Regions from separate parts of the Mustela erminea genome. Here region 1 is linked to region 2. Evidence: chromatin contacts called from public Hi-C data. All regions are on one chromosome and are shown on one strand. The core of a region is the stretch at or near the end of the contact, and the rest is flanking DNA. Distances in the headings are between cores, read along the strand shown. Region 1 holds the start of PSORS1C2 (psoriasis susceptibility 1 candidate gene 2 protein). Region 2 has its middle 22 kb from the start of POU5F1.

The links. A called contact is a pair of places that touch in the nucleus more often than the background predicts.
Region 1: a Hi-C map of fibroblasts shows a contact between it and region 2, with 3 times the contacts expected there. The contact joins the promoter of PSORS1C2 here to the enhancer-like site in region 2. A contact is called at or near these places in 3 of 3 Hi-C or Micro-C datasets (fibroblasts, skeletal muscle and spleen).

What each region holds. Positions count from the first base shown.
Region 1 is chr4:122,944,323-122,948,952 of mMusErm1.Pri, forward strand. PSORS1C2 (psoriasis susceptibility 1 candidate gene 2 protein) reads left to right here and starts at 1,406. Exons shown (of 4, transcript XM_032338147.1): 1 at 1,406-1,489; 2 at 3,200-3,208; 3 at 3,497-3,598; 4 at 4,223-4,630. The coding sequence starts at 3,544. The coding sequence ends at 4,578. CCHCR1 (coiled-coil alpha-helical rod protein 1) reads left to right here. Exons shown (of 18, transcript XM_032338064.1): 16 at 665-816; 17 at 970-1,099; 18 at 1,327-1,618. The coding sequence ends at 1,439.
Region 2 is chr4:122,895,844-122,901,002 of mMusErm1.Pri, forward strand. No RefSeq gene overlaps it. Among named protein-coding and RNA genes, the nearest start is that of POU5F1, 22 kb to the right of the region's middle. Within about 2 kb of position 3,823, the one cell type or tissue checked has open chromatin away from gene starts, as enhancers often do. A contact at or near this core is called in fibroblasts, where this site is marked.

The sequences.
Region 1 (4,630 bases), core at 156-2,655, 46 kb after region 2:
GGGCTCCATCCCAGGACCCTGAGATCATGACCTGAGCCGAAGGCAGAGGCTTTAACTCACTGAGCCACACAGGCACCCCTAGTTACCAATTTTTAAAAATATTTTATTTCTTGAAATAACCTCTACGCCCTGTGTAGGGCTCCAGGCCACAACCCCGAGATCAAGAGTCTCGTGTTCCACCGACTGAGCCAGCCAAGCACCCAGCAGATGTTAATCTCTTGCCATATTTGCTCTATCCACATATATATACACACTGGTACGTGCATTTTTTGGGAAATACTTTAAGTTACAAACATCATGACCACCCAGCTGCATCTCCTATGAAGAGGATATTTTCTTACATAACCTCAGTGTCATTGTCATACGTTAAGAAAACATTAGTGGCACAAAATGGAATATCTGGTTCATATTCAGATTTCCTCTACACGACTCCAGGAAGTCTCCGGGATGAGGAAGGTACTTTGGGTTCACAGAGTCAGAAGGTCGTGGAGCATCAGCCACTACTCCCACCACACGGAGGAGACAGCCCTGGAGCATAAGTGGCTTCGCTGAGCCATAGAGCTGAGGGCCCAGTGTTCCCACGATCGCAGTCCTGTTCTCATGGTGCCTCTCTGCTTCTGGGCTGCCCCACACCTGTGCCCTCTGTGCCCTGGCTTCCACGTAGTGGTCTCCCTGCGCCAGATGCAGCGCAAAGCCACCCGGGAGAAGGAGCGGAACCAGGAGCTCAGGCGCCTGCAAGATGAGGCCCGGAAGGAGGAGGGGCTGCGGCTGACCCAGCGCCTGCAGGAGCTAGAGAGGGACAAGAACTTTATGCTGGTAGGGGAGAGAGGGAAGAGCAGAGACCAGGGTCTGGTGGGGGTGGGGGGGCGGGAATGAGGAAGGGCGGCTCTGCCTGGGCTAGGTGGCGTTTAACCCTCTCCTTCCCAGGCCACCTTGCAGCAGGAGGGTCTCCTCTCCCGTTACAAGCAGCAGCGACTGTTGGCAGTTTTTCCTTCCCTGCTGGATAAGGGGAAGTCTGCAGAGTCCAGCCCCTGGGCCCCAGGGTCTTCACTGCCTGTACCTCCAGGAGCAGCACCCATCTCCAAGGAGTCCATAAGAGGTATGGGCCATGTAGGAAGGGACAAATGCAGGGGACTTTAGGAATCTCTCCTTAAGGCACTCTGAATGCATGAGCATCATTCTCTGTGACCCTTGGAGGCCCACAGCCTCTCATCTGTGCCCGCATTGGGCCAGGGAACCTCCAAGCTGATGGCAGCCCTGTTTGCTGCACTGGAGCTGAGCTGCCCTCTCTGCTCAGCTGCTATCCCTTGGGGTCTTCTTTCCCAGGATCCCTCTCTGTCCTGCTCGATGATCTGCAGGGACTGAGTGAGGCCATTTCCAAAGAGGAAGCTATCTCTGAAGGAGACAACCAGAACTGTCCTGCTCCAGTCTGCCTCTGAACAGTTCCCTCTGAACAGCTCCGGGCACTCTGTGCAGCAGGGGGCTCAAGGTGGGCGGGGCGGCCCCCAGAGAAGTGGAGTGGGGGTGGGGAGGTCAGCCAGCTGCCCTTGTGGACACCGTGGACACCGGCCACCAAGATGCCTGTGAATCTTGTGGCTTAATAAAGACAACTGCAGCAGGTGCCGTGTTCTCTTGGGGAATGGGAGGGAATTCTTGCTGCAGCTATCTCTGTCTGGAAAATGCAGGGAGTGGTCCCACACAGCTACTTCTCTAGGTGGTACCTTTTTCAAAACCCCTTTCTCTGGCTGCTTGGGAAGTTTTTTGAGGTGCTCCAGAAGTTTATTCTCAACTTTTGTTTGAAAACTCTTCACCTCTGGAAAATGATCACTGCCAGGAGTCAGAATATAAAACATCACTCATTTGCTGGGAATCTCAGTGCCAAGCAGTTTCCTTGCTCAGGGACCACAGTGGTGGATTTGATGGGTGGGTCCCTGTTCCCTTGGTCCCAACATCCCAGCGCGGGGGCGGGAGATAGATGATGGACAGGTACCTAAGTGAACAGAGCAAGCGTTGCCATGAAGAGAAAAGAAATACAGTGACGTGACAGAACCTGACTTGGGAGGGACAGCTAGACCAGAAGACAGGAAAGGGCTCCCTGGGGAGGGGATCTGTGAAGACCTGCCTGCCAGCAGGAGCCAAGAGGGCCAGCAGAAGAGTCCTGCAGCGGGCAGGCAAGCACTGAGGCCCAGAGCGGGAGGGAGGGACTGGTAGCACGGGCGGGTTTATTTTAAGTCAATAGAAAGCCCTTGGAGTGCTTTTCAACCAGGTGCAGGCACACAGTTAAGCTGATATGTTTATGAGCTAGGTTGGCTGGCTGTAGAGGATGGGGCTTGGGTGGGGGAAGGGTGTTGTGGGGGGACCAGTTAGGAGGGTGCTGGGGAGGCTAGGGAGAGATGAGCTCCCTAATGGGGACATGGGCTGAGCTTGCCTTGGGGGGGTATTGGGGTTGGGGAAAGGAGCAGAATGAAGGCTTCGAAGTGAGCCACAGGGGAGCAGACCAGATGGAGAACAGCCTGGGGAGGAAAGGAGTTCTGTTCAGGAGTCATTACTTCTGAGAGGCGCACTACAGCTCTAGACCAGTGGCGGCCTTCCTGAGGTGGAGGTTCCAGGGTGTCTGAGACACTTAGACAAGACTCGCACTGAGCTCTGAAGGATGGGGGTGGGAAGGGCACAGAGAGCTGGCTCCCAGAACCAGGGCAGCAGCCGCCTTGAGCAGGATTCCAGAGGGAGGAGGAAGAGGCGGGGATTGACAGGAAGCGGAGGCAGCTTCCTCCTGAGCCTCTGGGCTGTGACTGTTGGAAGCTGCTCTGGGGAGGGGGTTAGGAATCAGGATGTCCTCATACTTCCTCGCCTGCCATCACCCCAGGCGGCTCCTGGATGAAATTCTTCGGATGTCACTGCTTGGGAGGCCCCCTAGGTGCCTGTGGAGGCATGTGGGAAAGCAGCATGTGGTTCCCAGTCCTGAGAGGAGTGAAAGGTCCAAGGACAAAACTGAGTCCCAGGGGGAGGCTCGGGGTACTGGCTGAGACCACTCTAGTTGCATCCTGTGTGTTTATAACAAGCCCCTGTCCCTGCTCTTGCCTGGGCGTCCTGCCTCCTGACCCCTGTAATTACACTGCTTCCCCACGCATGGTTGGCTCCCATTTCTCGGCTTCCCGTGGCTTCAAGGGATGAAAGGTGGACGTCCTTGTGATTACAGAGATGACAGGTGGGTATTGATCGCTGCAGGGTGTGTGTGGAGGAGGATGTGAACATAAGGGTGGGATGACCAAGGTCTAGGTCACTGATAGAGCTTGGGTGGCTAGATCCCAAAATGGGGGGGGGGGGGCTAAAATGAGGGACGCTGCTGTCAGAGGTTAAACATTAGCCCTGGCCTTCCAAACGGGTTTGACCAGTTAGGTTCTGATGGGATTCCTTGTGTCACTGGGCTGGCCACTCCCCAGAGGTCAGACACTGCCTCTCACTCCTCCCTTATAAAGCCTCTTGGGGTTCCCAGGCACCTAGACTCAGTTTACCCCCAACTTCGGGGGCCAGGAGACAGCCATGATGCTCAACTGGAAGCTGCTGGGGATCCTGGTCCTTTACCTGTGTGCCGGAGGTAAGCTGGGAACAGGCCAGGGTGCAGTTGGAGGTGATGGAGGATGGTCAAGAGAGGCAACTGTGAATTGGATGCATAGGAACAGAGGAGATTCTAGAAGATTGTGGGTATTCCCATGAGGGGAGGAGTTAAGAGATTGAAGGTGATGCAGGAAAGTGCATTTTAGCTCAATGTTTTTACTGGTTCAAGTGTAGGTTCATGTGGCAATCTAGATCAGAATCCAGGTGTGGGTGAGTATTCATCACAGCTGAGGACTATGTGTTTGCAGAGGGTGGGGTCTGGCTGCCACATGGGCACAAGGTGTGGATGGCTTTGGAGGTGTAGACCAGCACAGAGGCTATGCCAGTGGGAGTCCCAGCCAGGGCTGAATGGAGCTTACTTAGGTCAGTTCCTGTCGGTTTAAAATTGTTCAAGTCAATGATTCCGGTCAAGGTTTTTACATCATTTTAAGATCCCTTTGGGTGTTTTGTAAATGTGTGGAGAGCTCTTTGAGAGTTACCTTTCAAGTTTGTGGTGTCAGCTCAGGCTGTGGTCTATCCCAGAGAGGCTATGCCCCCTGAGTCTGCAGCTAGGGGAGGAGGGATCTGGCCCTCACCACCTTTTACCTTTCTCCTTCCTCCGCAGGCATCTCAGGCAGTGGAGAGCACCCCCCTCCCCCACCCACAGAGGCTGGAGAGGAGGAGGGCTCCCCAACATTGCCTCACGGGCCCCCAATCCCTGGTGATCCCTGGCCAGGAGCACCCCCTCTCTTTGAGGACCCTCCACCTCCAGGCCCCAGTCGTCCCTCGAGAGACCTGCCAGAATCTGGAGTCTGGCCTCCTGAGCCCTTGAGAACCGATCCTCCTCAACCTCCCCGGCCTGATGACCCCTGGCCAGCAGGACCCCAGCCTCCAGAAAACCCCTGGCCTCCTGCCCCTGAAGTGGACCATGGATCTCAAGAGGAGCCAGACCTTGACCCACCGCAGGAAGAGTACAGATAAAGGGATTCCCCGACAGATATCTTGGGCCTCCAGGCAGAGTGCCCCTCAAGCC
Region 2 (5,159 bases), core at 2,573-5,072:
CTTTTATGAATGAAAGACAATTTTTTTTAGATAATGTATAAATTTTAATTTAATTTTTTATTATTAACATATAATGTATTATTTGTTTCAGGGGCACAGATCTGTGATTCATCGGTCTTACAAAATATGCAGCACTCCCCACCACATATGCTGCCCTCCCCAATGCCCATCACCCAGCCACCCCATTCCTCCCACCCCCTCCACTCCAGCAACCCTTGGTTTGTTTCCTGATATTAAGAGTCTCTTGTGGTTTGTCTCCCTCTCTGGCTTCACCTTGTTTCACCTTTTTCCTCCTTTCCCCTATAATCCTCTGCCTTGTTTCTCAAATACCATATATCAGTGAGATCATGTGATAATTATCTTTCTCTGATTGACTTATTTCACTTAGCATAATATCCTCTAGTTCCATCCCCGTCATTGCAACTGGCAAGGTTTCAATTTTTAGTGGCTGCTTAATAGTCCATTGTATATATATGCCACTTTTTCTTTATCCATTCATCTGTTGATGGACATCTGGGCTCTTTTCATAGTTTGGTATTGTGGACATTGCTGCTATAATCATTGGGGTGCACGTGCCCCTTTGCATCACTACATTTGCATTTGGGGGGTAGATAGCCAGCTATGCAATTGCTGTAGTGGTAGAGTAGCTCTAATTTCAACTTTTTTGAGGAACCTCCATGCTGTTTTCCAGAGTGGTTGCATCAGCTTCCCACCAGCAGTATAGGAGGTTTCCCTTTCTTTTTTTTTTTTTTTTTAAAGATTTTATGTATTTGACAAAGAGAGATCACAAGTAGGCAGAGAGGCAGGCAGAGGGCAAGAGAGAGAGAGAGAGGAGGAAGCAGGCTTCCTGCCTAGCAGACAGCCTGATGCAGGACTCGATCCCAGGACCCTGAGATCATGAGCTGAAGGCAGAAGCTTAACCCACTGAACCACCCAGGCGCCCCAGAGGTTTCCCTTTCTCTGCACCTTTGCCAACATCTGTCGCTTCTTGACTTGTTAATTTTAGCCATTCTCACTGGTGTGAGGTGTTATCTCATTGTGGTTTTGATTTTTATTTCCCTGATGCCAAGTTACGGCCCTTTTTCACGTGTTTGTTGGCCATTTGGATGTCTTCTTTGCAGCAATGTCTGTTCATGTCTTCTACCCATTTCTTGGTTAGACTGTTTGTTCCTTGAATGTTGAATTTCGTTAATTCTTTTTTTTTAAGATTTTTATTTATTTATTTGACAGAGAGAGAGCACAAGTAGGCAGAGAGGCAGGCAGAAAGAGAGAGGAGGAAGCAGGCTCCCTGCCAAGCAGAGAGCCTGATGCAGGACTCAATCCCAGGACCTTGAGATCATGACCTGAGCCAAAGGCAGAGGCTTAACCCACTGAGCCACCCAGGGACCCGAATTTCATAAATTCTTGATGGATTTTGGATGCTAGCCCTTTATCTGACACGTCATATGCAAGCATCCTCTCCCATTCTGTCAGACTTTGAACCCATATGGACATCCCGAGATTTATAAAGCAACAAGCGATTGTGTCTAACCACCAAAAAAGTCTTGGAGATTGGGCTTTCCTGCTTAAACCAAGATTTGGTCAACTTATTTGACCAAATTACATTTATCGAGTTATTATGTCCTTATTTTACTTTATTTTAAAGAATGAAAGAAAAATATATAAAGAAAGATAAAGCGTTTAAAAAGAAAATAACGAGAGGGTGCCTGGGTGGCTCAGTGGGTTAAAGCCTCTGCCTTTGGCTCAAGTCATGATCCCATGCTCCTGGGATTGAGTCCCGCATCGGGCTCTCTGCTCAGCAGGTAACCTGCTTCTCTGTCTGCCTCTCTGCCTACTTGTGATATCTGTCAAATAAATAAATAAAACTTTTTAAAAAAGAAAGAAAATAAAAGAACATGCTGAGTTAAAATGGTAGTAAACACCCTTATTCAAGGACTGATATAATTTTTAATTGTTTATCTTAACAAAGGTGAAGGAATTATTCCTGTCATGTATTTTCCAGTTTTTTTATTTTAAGTTTTCCAATTTCATTTGTTTTGTCTCATTTGGAATTATTATTTGTTTTATGGGTTTTTTTTTGTTCTTATTTTTGTTTTATGTTTTGATTTAGTTCAAAATTCAAGAGCTTCAAAAAGGTAAGTAGTCTCTCTCTCACCCTTCTCCCATCCCTGACAGGCAACCACTGATATTAGTTCCTTGCTTATTTTTCCAAAGACACATTATGCTTATGCAAGCAAACATTAATTAATATAATAATGTCTAATATATACATTTTCCCTTTTACACAAATTTTGACATTTGCTTCCCCACACCTTGCTTTTTTACACTTAACCATGTACCATGGATACCCTCCCATAAGGACATCTTAAGAGTTTTCTGTGTCTTTTCTATTGTTTATTTTAAAGATTTATTTATTTTTTTGAGAGAGAGAAAGCAGAGGGGAGGGTGGAGGGAGAGGGAGAAAAAAAACTCAAGCAGACTTCTCCCTGAGTGTGCAGCCCTACCAGATCTCAGGACCATCAGACCTGAGCCCAAAGCAAGAACTGGATGCCAAACTGAATCAGCCACCCAGGAGCCTCGCGTCTTTATTTTTTAATGGTACTCCATTGTATAGATAGACAATGCTTCTTTTTTTTTTTTTTTAAGATTTTGTTTATTTATTTGACTGAAAGAGAGAGCATGCACAAGCAGGTTCCCCACTGAGCAGGAAGCCCAATGTGGGCTCCATTCCAGGACCCTGGGATGATGACCTGAGCTGAGAGCAGACACTTAACCACTTAACTGACTGAGCCTCCCAGGTGCCCCAACACACAGTGCTTCTTAACCAGTTCCCTACTGAGATTATTTATGTTTTTCTGTTTTTAAAATAGATGCTGCACTACATAATTTTGAATATAGCAATCTTATAGGTATGCAAGTTATTTTTGGACACCTTCCTAGAAGTGGGACTGCAGGGTGTGTGTGTGTGTGTGTGTGTGTGTGTGTGTGTGTGTGTGTGTATTTTTTTTTTTTAAAGATTTATTTATTTAAGAGAGAGAGCACTCATGTAAGTGCGTGGGGGTGGGACAGACAGAGAGAGTCTTCAAGCAGACTGCCCTCTGAAGGGTGGGATCCCTTGCCCCATGAGATTACCACCTGAGTGAGACCAGGAACAATTTTATTTGTTTATTTGAGAGAGAGCATGAGAACTTAAACCCTGAGATCAAGAGATGCCTGATCCACTGACCAAGCCAACCAGGTACCCCTGGACATACACATTTTTAATTTGGACAAAAATTGCCATATTACCCTTCTGAAAAATATGACCAGTTTTGCAATTCCATCTGCAATGTATCTGAGTACCTGTCTGGGTATGCTATTTTTTAAATGATGAAAATATGTAGATGCATGTTTGGGGTTATTTGTGTACCGATGATATTTGAAATCCTGGGATGAGATGAAACTAGAGTGATTAAGAAGGCAGTGAAAATAGAGCAAGCAGGGGTGCCTGGGTGGCTCAGTGGATTAGGCCTCTGCCTTTGGCTCAGGTCTTGATCTCAGGGTCCTGGGATAGAGCCCTGCATTGGGCTCTCTGCTCCGGGGGGAGCCTGCTTCCCCCTTTCTCTCTGCCTGAGTCTCTGCCTACTTGTGATCTCTCTCTGTCAAATAAATAAAATCTTAAAAAAACAAAACAGAACAAAAAAAACAGAGCAAGCAGCCAAGATACAGTTCTTAAACATGCCAGTATTCAGAGGAAAGTGAGTCAGCAAAGGGAGTCAAAGAAAACTAGAGCTGTATAAGGCACACGGCTGTGGACTGGGGGGCGGGGAAACAGAACTCTACAATAATAGGGCCACTTCAGAGAACAATTTAGCATCATGAGGTAGCAATGTGCAGTAATTCCACTCCTATAAATATATCCTAGGGGAACTCCCACAAGGCACCAGAGAAGCCCCAGAACATTCATTATAGAAAAAAATAAAGGTCCGTGGAGGGGATAAACTGTAGCATATGCATAGCATGGATCCCTTCTCACAGTGAAAATACATGAACTATTCGTGCAAACATGGATTCATCTCATATATAATGTTAACTGTAAAAGCAAGGTATAGAATGATACATTCAGAGAGAAACAATTTATACAAAGTCTTAAAACATGCTAAATAAAGGAATTCTTTAAAAAATCTTGGTAAGGGGCGCCTGGGTGGCTCAGTGGGTTAAGCCGCTGCCTTCGGCTCAGGTCATGATCTTGGGGTCCTGGGATTGAGTCCCGCATCGGGCTCTCTGCTCAGCGGGGAGCCTGCTTTCTCCTCTCTCTCTGCCTGCCTCTCTGCCTACTTGTGATCTCTCTCTGTCAAATAAATAAATAAATCTTTAAAAAAAAAAAAAATCTTGGTAAGGGGTGCCTCGGTGGCCCGGTTAAGCAACTGCCTTTTGCTCAGGTCATGATCCTGGAGTCCTGGCATCGAGTCCCACATCTGGCTCCCAGCTCCATGAGGAGTCTGCTTCTCCCTCTGACCTTCTGCTCTCTCATGCTCTCTCTGTCTCTCTCTCAAATAAATAAATAAAATCTTTAAAAAAAAAAAAAAAAGGTCTGGGTAAGGCGGGGCACTTGGGAGGCTAGTTGGTTAAGCCACTGCCTTTGGCTCCTGAAGTCCTTCAATGGAGTCCCACATGGGGCTCCCAGCTCCAACAGGAGTTGCTTCTCCTTCTGACCTTCTTCCCTCTCATGCTCTCTCTCACTCGCTCTCAAACAAACAAACAAATAAATAAATAAAAATCTTAAAAAAAAAAAAAAAAGTCTTGGTAAGGGTGTCTGGGTGGCTCAGTTGTTAAGTGTCTGCCTTCAGCTCAGGTCATGATCCCAGGGTCCTGGGATTGAGGCTCCCTCGCCATTGGGCTCCCTGCTCAGCAGGGGGCTCCCTGCCCTCCCACTCCCCTTGCTTCTCTTCCCTCTCTCTCTCTCTTCCTCTGTCAATTAAATAAATAAATAATCTTTTAAAAAAAAATTTTTTTAAAGGCTTGGTAAAGGGGTTTCTGGCTGGCTCAGTGGGTAGAGCATGCCAACTCTTGATTTCAGAGTCATAAGTTTGAGAACCACAATGGGCATAGAGTTTATTTTCTTTTATTTTTATTTTTTAAAGATTTTGTTTATGGGGCGCCTGGGTGCCTCAGTCAGT